Linked DNA regions of Mus musculus: region 2 is linked to region 1. The links are chromatin contacts, called in public HiChIP or PLAC-seq maps. All regions are on one chromosome and are shown on one strand. The core of a region is the stretch at or near the end of the contact, and the rest is flanking DNA. Distances in the headings are between cores, read along the strand shown.

Region 1 (6,566 bases), core at 2,872-5,371:
AGGGAAGGAGACCACTGTGGCAATATTGGGGCCCAGTGTGAGAAGGATGAACAGGGCTGGTGCATTTTGGGACATGGCAGCTCTGGGGTTTGACAGTATCAATCTAGGCATGTGGGGAAGTCTTAGTGGGATTAAACAGGGCTGATCACGCAGGGGCAGGTAGAGGGTGGAGATTAACCAGAACTCCTGAGTTGGTGATCCATTTCAAACATGTCCCATTACACACTTTGAGAAGGCTTGGATCGGAGCTAACTTAGGCATCTAACACTATAGGCTGAGCATGCCACCATGTGACTACGGAAAGCACACTTATTTATTCTTGGTTGTGGCTGTTCTCACTCAGAATCAATCACTGAAATGTGTGGAGGTCCTGACTTCATATGGACAGTCAGAGGTCACACAGGCCGCGGGGCTTCCACTTAAAGGTAGGATCCCAGTCAGACACCCAAGGCCCAGATACATGGAGGCCTATGTTCTCAAAACAAGTGTCCTGGGAAGCTGTGGTTATAGGCTTTGTATTGGGTCAGTCTGATTTCTGAGAGCTTATGAAACACTGCAAAACTAACTTTTTTTTAATGGTTTGATAAAATGCTCATGTATTAAAAACCAAATACAAATATAATTTGAAAGAAATAAACAAGAACATTATTATGAATGACTCCCTAAAAATGAGTGAATGTAATAAAACTGAAGTTGATCCCACCAAATAGAATTCGTAGGATATACATTAGTTTAAAACAAATGAATGCATTAAGAAATCCCACTTGACTTTTCATTCTTGTGAAGCAGATTTGAGGGAAGGCTTTAGCTGATCTCAGAGGAGTTTAAAAACTGAGCACTGAATAATTGGGAAAAAATTACATCTCCCTTTAATTGCATTGCTCTTGTGCCCATAGCAATTCTTCTTGGTGCTCTGGGACCTAGACACATCTCCTGCCCCATGAAGTTACATTATCCATCTGGGAAAGACAGAATCCAAACCCATGGAGAAAGAGCCCGTTGAAAATGTAATGAGCCAATGACTGCCAAGTAAACACACCATCTTGTCATTCATGTATTTTGTCAACATTTATTTATAGGCATGCTAATTGAGGGTCTCAATGAAGTGTTCACATCTGCTTCCCTCCCTCAGGAAGCTTACATTTCAGGCCAAGATGAGAAAGGGGTTAGGGATACTATGAGAGGACCCTAAACAGAAAAAATATCTGTCAGAGGCAAACCTGTGTTGACAGCAAAGATCCATGGTGAAGAGCTATGGTCAGGGGCTGAATAAGAGCTGCCAACAGCCTGAACCTGACAAGGTTTCCTCTGGGGACCGCTGAAGGATGCATAGCAGGGCCAGTGACTCACAGCCACCTTTGGGATCCCTGATCCAGAGGATGAGATAGGTAGATACACGGGAGCTTTTATTTGAATATGAAATACAAGATGCTTCAAGGATGTAAGGTACTTTTCTCCAGGTTAAATTGCTACTGTCTTCATGAAATCGGCTGCATCTACAGTGTCCATAATGATTGTCCTGTGGGCAACATTGATCTTCCCTCGGAGGAGGAGAAGGGTTACTGGACCCTCATCTCAGGTTCCAGCCATTGTATGCAGTGTTGCCATAGTTGCACTGGGTCTCTGGGTCTAGGCTAGGGACTATAGTTTGCCTGGGGAGGATTGGGAGACAGGGGTTCTACCTACATAGCTATGGGGGAGCCATCACCTACACTGGGTTAAGACTTCCCAGTGAGCCTGCTTTGGGGTTGCCTATGCTCTTCTTAGGATCTTCCTCACCTGTGCTTTATATGCAACACCAATGAATTGGTAGGTTCTCCAGGGTGAACTGGGTGGAACTGTAGTTTAGCCTGTTGATGGGACCTCAGGTAGAGGGGTCATTGTGTTCACTCTACCCCTACTCTGGGAAGGAATTTTAGCAACCGAGAAAACAGACTGTGACGAGTGATTCCTGAACCCTGTCTGCTTCATTTATTGTTCATGTAAATTATCACAGCGATTGAAAGAAACAACAACAAAATATGTCCCAGGGGAGACATTTTCTTACTCTGTGTTAAGTGCATATCCTTGTATCTGTGGGCATGGTGACCCGTATACAGATTTTTTCTATTCCCGTTTAGCACATCTCAGATGTTTGTGGGTTTTATCATCCTGGCAGAGAAGTGGTTTAAAGCAAGAGAAGAAAGTGAGATTAGGTACTTTTGGAAGCGACCTGCTCACTACCCACTGCCTCTGTCTGGCTTGATGGCCTCACATCGAAGCAGTGAGAAAAAAAGAGCAGTTGCCTCTGTGTCTGTGCCCTGTGGTAGAGCTGCTCCTATCAAAGCCATGAACTATTTCCACGCAGACAGTTGGCCTCAGACCACTGTAGCAGGGCTGATGTGAGTGGCAGTCCTGCCTCTCTTCTGGATCCCTAACATCTGCAGGAGCTTGCAGGGTTCTCCCACTGGGGGCACTGGAACCCTAGCATCTACACAGGCTTGCAGGGTTCTTCTACTGATGGAGATGTTCGTCTGGTATCTTGGGAGGAATAGCAGAGTATAAATGTTGGAGGAACCTCACACCGTATCCTTCAAAACTGTACAATGAATGTGTGTTAAGTAAAATAAAAATGAAATTGCAAATCAGGGGAGGGAGCACTACCCGGATAACAGTATGGGCTGGGAGGCTGGGAGTCCCGCCCACCAGCTGATCTCAGGAGTGCTATGCAGAAACAGTGAGAAATGGGAAACGGGATATTGCTGGGCCATGGGAAATCTGCAGTGCAGGGATTCATAATGAGGGTGGGTTCTGTCCTCACCACTCGGACAGGTTTATCAAGAGAGATACCAGACTGGAAAAGCCATTTGGGAAACCCCATTATGGCTGCCAAGTCCGTTTTCGGTGGACTTTTGCGCTGGCTGTCCCAGCTGCCCAACAGACTTTCCTAGTTTGTCTACCCTTCACTACCATATCTAAAGCAGGACAAGCCCCAACACATCTCTGACCTGGTTATCATTGTCCCTTTCCACCTGGATGGGAGACACAGTGGCTTATGTCATTCTCATCCCCCCCCTCCCCCATCCCCCAGGTTGTGAGTAAGCCTACAGAGTTAGTCACCTTGTCAACTCTGTCCCAGACTCTGGTCCACTTAGCCAGCACCTAACACTGCCACAGGGGTAGATGAAACATACAGCAGAAAAAGGAAAGGGTGTGGAGCGCTGTTGTGAGTCCCTTGGTCACAGAGGAGCCTGGTTGTGTCTGTTTATAAATGTTGCTACACAGGCAGCCAAATAAAGACAGTCTGCAGCTTAGGAGACTGATTGAGTGTAGGGTGGGAGGGACTTTGCCAATTAAGCAATGTTCTCATCTTGCCCATTTCAAAATACCCTGCCTGGCCCATTTTTAGGAACAGTGCTCAGAAAGAAAAAGTCGAAGGGCATTCATCCGGGGCCAGCACCTGCTCCTGCTCTTCCCTTGGTGACCTCAGCAATCCTACCTGGACTCCCTCCCTGCCTTGATGGAGACACTGGACTGGTGGATGATCAAAGCTCTTTCTCTCCTCCGAGATGGACAACAGAGTCATAGCCCTTGGTTATCCCAAGGCTCCAGTGAGAGTTTCCTAAAGAGGGCTGGCTACCCGTGCAAAGAGTCCCTGGCACTGCTAAGTGTATTTATGTTTCTGTTTCAGCAAGAAGTGTGAGGACTGGACAAGGGGCACTGTGCACACACGCCCCCTCCCCCAACCCTGTGCTACAAACTTTCCAAACTGGTCCCAAACAGCTGCCTCTAAACTCGGTGGGTTATTTCAGAGCTCTCTGTAAAGGGACCAAAATATCTAGTGTGAAGTCCTTAACTGGATAGTTGTTCAAGCTTTCCTGGGCTTCTCAAGGCCTCTCTGACTCTAGCACATCAAAACCTTTATTTGCACAGCCGCCTGCCTCCTCCCCTTCTCTGTCGTGGCCCTGACCTCCTTCAGAGTGTATCCTCTAGGGTCACGGATCTCCATCAGCCTAGGCCCCGCCCTCTAGACACCCAAAGGGACTAAGGCTGAGCCCTCCCCCTCTAGCCCCGCCCCAGCCCGTGTTCACGACCCCGCCCACTCCCGGCTCCTCCCCTGTGCCGGGAGCTCTTAGCCGGGGAAACCCAGAGACCGGCCAGTGAGCCCCTGGGGAGGCCTAGGGCAGCTTTGTTCCTGGACAGCACAGGCTGGAGAGGGCTGTGGCTTCTCCCTGAGGACCCGCTTGGCCCTTTTCTGCTTTGCCCTCTCTCACACACTTGCCATTCTTCTCTGTAACTTTCAGCTTTTCCCTCCAACTGCTGCCTTGAAAGCTAGCTCTGTTTCTGGACCCATGGTCTAGGGGAAGACTCCCACATTTTAGGACTTCTTTCAGTGGCAGGCAGGGTGTCTGTATGCTACAGGGGAATCCCAGAAGGGGACTGCCTGAGACTGGGATCTTCCCTGAACCCTGCTTCCAGTAGTTCTGATCCCAGGACACAAGCCCAGGCTGGATCCCTTGAACATCATCCTAGCAGGTAAGGCCCAGTTTTCTCAGCTGCCTGTGTTGGAGGGTCAGAGGTTCCAGTGAGGAACGAGGGAGCATGAGAGCTAGCTATAGTGCTCCTGGCATCCCTGGCCAGCTTCCTGTTGAAGACCTTTGGGGAGCCTCTGATATGAAGGAAAACAAACTTTTCTTTAGCCTCAGGGGAAATGAAATCTCTAGTATGTACCTGATTGCTTCTTAGGAGCTGTCCAAGAAGGCAGAGAGCACTGTGACACAGTAGCCATCATCAGAGCCCACTGGAGTTGGTTTTTAGAGCTGTTTGGGATGTGCCAGCCTCTGGTGGGGTGAAAAGGACCATGGGGGAATGGAGGTAGGAAGAAGAGCCTCTTTTTGATTTGGTATTGATGGGCAAGGGGCTTTGCCTTCTTGCTCTGAATTTAGGTTTTTTTTTTTTTTGTTGTTCCTATTTGAGCATGCTGTTGTCCATCCCTGAGACCAGAGAGGTACCTTAGTCTGTTTGCTTCTGAATATCATGCTCTATAGCAGACCAGGGTTTCATGTCTCCTTCAATGAAGTTTAACTTGGATTGGTTTGTGTGTAGACAGACTCGGCGGTAACAGGCAGACGTGCTTCTCTGGCATGTGGGATGTCCCCAGACATCACTATCACCATCCTTCAGACACTTTGCTCTGTGTTGGCACTTCTTTGTCTACATGGGTCATTCTGGCTCCTCTTACTGACATGCGTCTGGGGAAAGGCTAGAAAACCAAAGATCCCTTTTGGATTAGTCCACCTTACCCTAGGAAGTTCTTCTGCAGGGTTCTGATCTGTTAGAGACAGAAGCTACTTGGAGGTTAGTGATCAGCTATGTGTGGGCTCAGCTCTGACTTATACTCTTTCTTTTATACAGTTTCCTTATGGTGGATGCCCTCAGCTAAGGGTTGTACCCAGAGGGCTTCCATTTCTTAACGTGCCAAGAGAAGGTACTAGGAGTGATTGATTCCTTAACAAGGGAAGTGGCCAGGCATTTGATATCTTAGCTTGTTTCTATCTCCTGGAGCTTTTCCTCAACACTGGTCCTGAGACACCACAGAGGGTCATCACCCTTATGCTATCAGAGAGGAGGGTGAATGGGGCAAGGCCTTTTTTCCAGGGCTCCAGCAGGATTCTGGTCATGGGCCTTTAGAAATGTTTGCAGCAGAAACGAATTTGTATCTTGTTTTACTGGGATGTGTTCAAAGTTTCAACACATTCTCCTATGTTCTTGCACCTCCATAATGGCAGTGAGTGGCATACTAGCCAACTTCCCCCACAGAGACTTCAACTCTTCCACGGCCATTTTTATTACTCCCTCATGTCAGATGTTTACATTTCATTCTCCTTGAATCCCTGCAAGGTCTTCGATGGCTGTCAGAGAAGTGATGACCACTTCAGGTATGCATAGGTTCCCTGGTCATCTGTGACCTTGGGATGATCCTGAAGTGTGTCTGCCTTAGCCTGATGACCAACTCAACTCTTTCTATGTTTGAGTCAACTGTAAGAGGGTCACATATAAGTGTCCATGCACCCAAGAAATGTCTTTGGGACAGAAACCTTATTTGAATGAAAGATTAATAACACTTAGAAAAGTCTTTTGGTGTGGAGGGGGAAAGGCGGGTGACCTCTGTGCCCTGGGGTATCCTGGGAAATAGACACTGACCTGCAATTTTGTTTCTGATGGGTTGAATTAGGACTAGTGGGACAGTTTCCTTGAACTCTGGATTTCCAGATCAGTTAGAAAAATCATCCAGTTAATTCTCCACTAGGTAGTGAGTCCCTCACCATGGGGCATTCAGATGAAGGCTGGACAGTTATTTCCTGGGGGCATTTGAAAGGCAACTTTAAATCTGAGTGCAAGGGTAAGATGAGCTTTTAAGGCCTCTTGCTAGCTTGATATCCAGCCATCTGAAAGCGTACCCTTCCAGTCCTGAATCTCCTCCTTCCTTACTTCAGTGTTCCTGTTGCTGATGGTTTTGAGGGAAGCTAACACTGGTGTGATTGTTGTGGCATTAACTGTGAATGGCCTGTGTTCCTCTACTTATA
Region 2 (6,566 bases), core at 2,288-4,787, 510 kb before region 1:
GCTGCTGTTCACAGTTAAGGTGGGTCTTCCTACATCAATCAACCTACTGTAGCTGATCCCTCCGAGCTGTGCCCAAAGGCTAGCCCATTCTAGATTCTATCAAGTTGACAATCAGTATTAACCATCCAGGGCTCCCTGGTAGGAAGCTTCCACTTCCAGCTGGGGCTATGAGAGAACTCAGCTTCACCTGCAGAACGTGGGGATAGTTCTGTGCCCTCTGCCTGCATTCAGAGAGGGAGATATGAATGCGACAATGCATTTGGCACTCCCAACGATTCATGATGTCCAGGGAGCCTCTGACAGTGCTGGCTTCTTCTCAGCCAAAAGAAATTGCCCTGGGCTAGCAGTGGCACCAGCCTGGGATAATTGGCACAGAGTGCTGTACTTCCCTCTCTTGGTTCCCTCCCTCCCTCCCTCCCTCCCTCCCTCCCTCCCTCCCTCCTTCCTCCCTTCCTCTCTCTCTCTCCCTTCCTCCTTCAGTCCCTTCAGCAGCAACCCCTGTGGTTAGACACACAGTGGGGTGTGTGTGTATGAAGAAGTACTGGCTTGGGAGTTCTGTCCTCATGCATTGTGGGGCTAGGATATGCCCTCTCTGGTGAAAGGGCTGGAGGAAGGGTTGCAGACATGTGTGTACAGAACAGAACAAACAAGTAGGCGGCAGAGTTATAAAACCAGGATGTGTTTTATTAGCTAATAAGATGCATCTGCTTTTATTAAAGAGAGAGCCAAAGTGGAAGGGAGGTCTAGGGACTGACTCCCAAAGGGGCACAGAGAGGCTGTGAGCCCACTCACTGGCCACAGCTGTGCCCTGTATTGATGCCCTCAAAGCCTTTCTCTTCTTGTCTCTGCTCCTCCTTAAACCTCTTACTCATGCCCAAGTCTAGTCAAGATGCCCCAGGGTTACACCTACGAACCTGCAGCACTACGGGGGGGGGGGGGGAGAGCTGTCATTGACTCAAAGGTGGACAGGGGAGCCCATGCCAGACAAAAGACAAAGACAGGAAGAATTTCTGAGCTTAATTGGCAATTATCCAACAGACAAAAACACTGTACTGTTTTTTGGGGTTTTTTTTGAGCATTAAAAAAAAATCCGTGGGTTCAGCACGTAACCCTCGGAGGTGAAACTCCCAGAACTACCCCTGGTGTGTGTGTGTGTGTGTGTGTGTGTGTGTGTGTGTGTGTGTGTTTGTTGCCACCATCCTAGCAAGCACTCACTGAGCATCATCCTGGAGTGGGAACTGAGCATCTTTCCCAAGAGAATGGGGACTAGGGATGCAGGCCGAATAGTCAGGACCCAGGCTCCTCTCCAAGGAGTCAAAAGACATTCAAAAACTGGGTTGTGCGATGTGGACAAGAAACTGGAATCCTGGAGGAAACTCTGGAAAGAAGCCCGGGGACAATGGGTTCTAGATGGGAGTAATTCTGTGGTCTTGGACAGGAGGCCTTTCCTTCACCTATAAAACAAACTGAAGTGCCTTTCCGTCTTTCCAAAACGCTGTGTGGAACTGGAGCTTCTCTGAGCAAAGCCTGGACTCCAGTCATCAGAGCTCAGCCCATCCCCCACAGCTCCTGCACTTGTCTTTGGGGACAGCTTGGACCTCGCTGCAGTCTGGTTGGCTCAAACGTGGGCAGATCTGTGGGTCGGAGTCTAGCGCCCCCTGGTGGCGCCGAGACGCACAAGCCCTATCGGACCTCTTGCTGGCCCGACGGTCAGGCCATGACTCAGGGTGCCACCGCTGCCAGAGCAGCGGGAGGCCTGACTGGGGTTCCGTCGTAGGCTGAGCCACGACTCAATTAATTACCAGCTGCTGGGAATCTTTGTTGCTCGCTTGTGGTGACTCACTCCGCAGCCAGGCTCCCTTGCAAAGCACGGGGGCCTTGGCTTCCAAAATGAATTTTGGGGAGCGCACCTGATCAGGTGGAGCTCCCCATCCGGGTACCAGGAAGACCACACGGAGACTTGACTGTTCAGGAATAGCTCACAGCGCCCGATGCCCCTGCCCTGTGGTGCACTCATGATCCTTTAAATTTTACCTGGGAGCATACATGAAGCCCCTAGTCCATCGGGCTATGCGTCTGGGTAGACAGAGGCTGGGGCATGGTCTAGGAAGCTGAAGAACACAGGGTTTCTAAGTCTCCGAACTCTTTCAACAGCTGGGGACGATTCACAGGCTGCTCCTATCTCCATGGACAGCTTCTAGCTCCCGCCTTTTAGCTGTTGCTTGGTGGTCACCAGATCTCTTCATCAGCGTCCATGGCTAGGGACAGAGAAGATAGCCTGGTCGAGGAAACCAAAGCCCGGGGTCTCAAAAGCGTGATTCTGTCTGTCCCAGTCCGCAGCAGCACTGCTCTAGGGGAGCTTTGTGAGCAAGAAAACCTCTGGGCAACCTAAAGAGGATGGGTGGGTGGGGAACCCAGAAGACCTAAACAGGAATCCTGGCTTCTTCCTTAAACTCAAAGGCTAGTAGCTCCCTGGCCAGATCCTCCTGTTCTATTTCCAAGCCTTAACCTGGAGGGTGCCTCGCCGGGGGAGCGCGCGCGGGGGGGGGGGAAGTTCCTGCACTCTGCTCCTCAGCAGAGGAATCAAGAAATGAACAGTGAAGAAGCGCGCGCACTGGGGGAAGTGGGGATGGGGGGTGGGGGCGGGGAGGCTACTGCTGGAGAGGGGAAATGAGAATTCCTGTCCATCCTTTCTTGAGGTGTAACTCTTAAAAGTGGTGGTCTGCGAGATCTCTAGGGAAAAGTAGCGGGGAAGGGGGGTAGCAGGTGCAAGACCACCCGGGACACAGCCACTATCCGAACTAAGGTGGCTGTCAAAACCCCAACAATCTAGAAGGCAGTATCCAGTAGGGCGCTGCTGAGCCAGGTGGCTGCTGCAGCTGGACGTGTGTGTGTGTGTGTGTGTGTGTGTGTGTGTGTGTGTGTTACAAGGGGGAGCGTGTGGCCACTGCTGTTGCACTCTCCAGGGCTCATAGCCCCTTCCTTTTCTATTTCCAACTCTCCCGGTTTTTGTTGTTGTTGTTGTTTTCCCCCATAAAAGGTTAATCTGTCTCCACTGGTCAAATTCGTTTTTCATCCCCAGCTGCAGGGCCCTCAAACTCTCTCTTCACTTTGCCAAGGTTGGGTGCGCTCTTAGGGGAGCAGTACTTTTTCAGAAGGAAGCCACTTCATCCCCATCTCAAACCCTCTAGCAGCTGGCCTCCCATCCCCGAACCCTAGCAGCACCTAGTTCAACCCCTTTCCTTTTCTCTCTCTCTGGCCATCACTCCTGGGCTCCTTCATGTGCACCCTGCGCAGTACCAGGTCTGCTGCAGGAGCTGCCACTGCCGCCTCACCAGCTGGCTGGGGACCAGGCGGGAGGTGGCGCGACCCAGAGGCTGCAGGAGGGAGGGAGGGAGGGAGAAAAGAGAGGAGGGAGGGAAGCCGGTCCTCGGAGTAGCCTGCCCCCCTCCCTCCCGCCGGAGCGGGGCCGTCAAACGCAAACACGCGCGCACGCACACCCGCGAATACATACACTCGGGCTCCCTCCGGCGCGCACGCACAGCGCCTCAGGCAGACCAGAGCGGCGGCTGCCTCTCTGGACTCCTGGACGCCAGAGTCTTAGGATCCTCGGGCAGCTGATGCGCCTTTGCCTGTCCCCATCCCTACCCTTCAGTTCCTCCAGGGCTGCGGGACCCCTCCCGCCGCCGCCGCCACCTCGCCCGCCACCCGGCGAGGAGCTGGCTGGCCGGCCGCTGCCGCGCAGTTCCCTCTTCGTCCCCGAGGTAGCTCCGTCGCGGCTCCTGTCTTGGGCTTCGTCGTGTTCCTGAGCTTCAGAGGCTGAGCAGAACAAACTTCGCAGATCGGCTGTCGCGCGGCGGGCACCCCGCGTGCCCCGCGCGCCCAGGTGGGCACGGGGCTTTCGGATCTTGGGGCATCGGGTTTCCTCGCCCGTTGCCCCTGCTAGATAGACTTTATCCCTGCTTGCAGGGATTCTAGAGACTCCTTCACTTAGCAAACTTTCTATTTCCCCCAACCCAAAGGGGGTGAAGAAAGCTAGAGGGAGAAGCAGGTCCCCGCGGGGCAACCGCCACACTGGAGGCGATTAGCTGGGCCCCGCTAGCCGGGGAACGCATCAGGGATGGGGAACCCCTCCCCGGGTCTCCCTCTGTCCCGGCTACCGATCCTGCCCCAACCGAGCCCGCAGGCTCGAGGGGCGAGGTGCCCAGGACCAGACAGCCCGCGCGGAACGAGCTTGGGCCATCCATCCGCACAACCATCCGCACTGGGGCAAACCGCTTGACCCAGGCCTGGCATAGGGTGTCCCGGGTTCAGGATCGCTGGCCTCCGCGCCAAAGCAATGTCATCAACATGTCCACCATTTCGCGCGCCCCGGTGGTGATCACCACGCCCGCGGACCCCCCTGTGTACGCGGAATCCGTTGCACTGGGTGCTCCCGAAGAGCCCGCTGTGCCCGCGGAACCCGCTGCGCCGGCGGAACCCGCTGCGCCCACGGAACCCGCTGCGCCCGCGGAACCCGCTGCGCCCGCGGAACCCGCTGAGCCCGCGGAACCCGCTGAGCCCGCGGAACCCGCTGAGCCGGCGGAACCCGCTGCGCCCGCGGAACCCGCTGCGCCCGCGGAACCCGCTGCGCCCGCAGAGGAAGCCGAGCCTGCCGAGCCCGGGGCGTCCGCTGGTCCCGCAGAATCCGCAGAGTCCGGGGAGCCCGGTGAGGTCGTTGAGTCCCAGGAGCCCGCGGCACCCGGGGAGACCCCTCAGCCTTCAGGTGGTGGTGAAGTTCGTGAAAGTGATGATGCCCAAGAGGAGACCGAAATTTCCAACATCAGCTGTGGCATCTGCTGCTACCACCGCTTGCAACTTCGACTCCATCGTAGAGGAGGCTTGGTCAGCGCCGCGCTGCATTGGGATTCTCGTGGTCTGGTCCAACTTCCCTTTAGCATCTCCTTCTTCGCGGCCATGAAGCGGCAGAACGTGCGTACCCTGTCCTTGATCGCCTGTACCTTCACCTACCTGCTGGTCGGTGCCGCGGTGTTCGACGCCCTCGAGTCGGACCATGAGATGCGCGAGGAGGAGAAACTTAAAGCCGAAGAAGTCCGTCTCAGAGGCAAGTACAACATCAGCTCCGATGACTACCAGCAGCTGGAGCTGGTAATCCTGCAGTCTGAGCCCCACCGCGCTGGTGTCCAGTGGAAATTCGCCGGTTCCTTCTACTTCGCCATCACTGTCATCACAACTATCGGTAAGGAATGGGTGTGCCGCCACCGGGCTCGAGGGAGACACGGGAGGGGTCTAGGAGATGTAGCGCACACGAAGCAATGCTGAGGTGGGGGTGGGGGCTTCCCAGGTTTAAGACAGACCCTGTTTCAGTGTCTCATCCCTCAGGGGCATGACCTCACTCTTCCAGGGGACCCTATCTGGTGCCCCAGACTGCTCTGGTGTTTGGGCCAGGCTTGGGAACTCTCAGAGTCAGTGCTGTTGTCTTGAGGGTGGAGGCGCCACTTTTGCGAAGAGTGGAGCGCTAAGAATAATCCCACAGCCGAACACCCACCCACCTAACGCCCCAGTGTTGGCTGCGCTTCCCTGAGTGGGTTCCAAGCCTTAAACTTACTATCTCTTGGGGAATTTGGGACAAAGCTGGTGGGACATTAAGGTGACAGGAGGTTGTTTATAGAGCTGTATGTAGGAGGGGGTGGTACTGGTCCTTCCTCACCTGGGGACCTTTTGAGATTTCAGCACCCAATATCCTTCTTTTGGGTTGCTGAGAGTGTTAGGTCCTGAGAGAAGAGTTTTCTCTTCTATGGTTGGGGTGGGGGTGGCAGCAGGTGACCTGCAATGCGGTCCTGGTGGGTTGGATGTGGCAGTGCTTGTTTGCCCTTGTGGACTGGGACTGCGGACCAGAGGAGTCTGGGTGTTGTTTGAAAACTGGGGGAGTTTAACCCTTTCTGGGAAAGAGTCCATCTAGTACAAGATGAGACTGCCTGTATGTAGCTTCCCTGATTCACACAGGTTACGGTTCAGAGATCAATCTCTGGTGGATGGATCCCTATGACTGCATTCCCACTGAAGCTGGTGGTTGGGAGACACCCCTGGATTTGCACATGGAAACCTGTGGGAATGGGAAGGCCAGACTTTATCCCAGGGGGTGTGGTAAATACCCTTCTGGCAGGAGGCAGAATGGTGTCTCTGGCTGGTCATTTGCCCTGTCTTGGCACAATACCTTGGTCCATCTCTTTGGATCTGTGAGAATCAGAATGTGGACTCAAATGTGTGCCCCTGTGTCCTGATAAAAAACCCTCTTCACTTATTTCCTTTTCTGGATCTCCCCTCGAATTTTCCCATGCATTTTTAATTAAAACAATTTTTTTTAAATCTGAAAAGCTCTGTGCTGTTGGGGTAGGGGGTGGGTACAGAGGATTTGAGGGTGCCAGCCATATGCAACAGGAAGCACCAGCCTGGGACAACCTGTCTTTCCTTCTTGTTTGAAAGACTTTTTGAGGGTTGCTTTATTTAAATATGCACTAAATCAGTGTAAGTTTTCATGTCTGGGGGAAAAGGCATCCCCTTTA

What was found. HiChIP or PLAC-seq counts read pairs in DNA pulled down with a chosen protein or histone mark.
Region 2: a contact with region 1 is called in an H3K4me3 HiChIP or PLAC-seq map of forebrain, with 4 times the contacts expected there. The contact joins the promoter of Kcnk9 here to the promoter of Col22a1 in region 1. A contact is called at or near these places in 1 of 39 promoter capture datasets (stem cell-derived epiblast-like cells) and 2 of 115 datasets of contacts at active chromatin or transcription factors (embryonic forebrain and forebrain).

Annotation. Positions count from the first base shown.
Region 1 is chr15:72,031,782-72,038,347 of GRCm38.p6, reverse strand. It overlaps Col22a1 (collagen, type XXII, alpha 1), which reads left to right and starts at 4,121. Exons shown (of 64, transcript NM_027174.1): 1 at 4,121-4,515.
Region 2 is chr15:72,544,670-72,551,235 of GRCm38.p6, reverse strand. It overlaps Kcnk9 (potassium channel, subfamily K, member 9), which reads left to right and starts at 3,537. Exons shown (of 2, transcript NM_001033876.2): 1 at 3,537-5,239. The coding sequence starts at 4,957.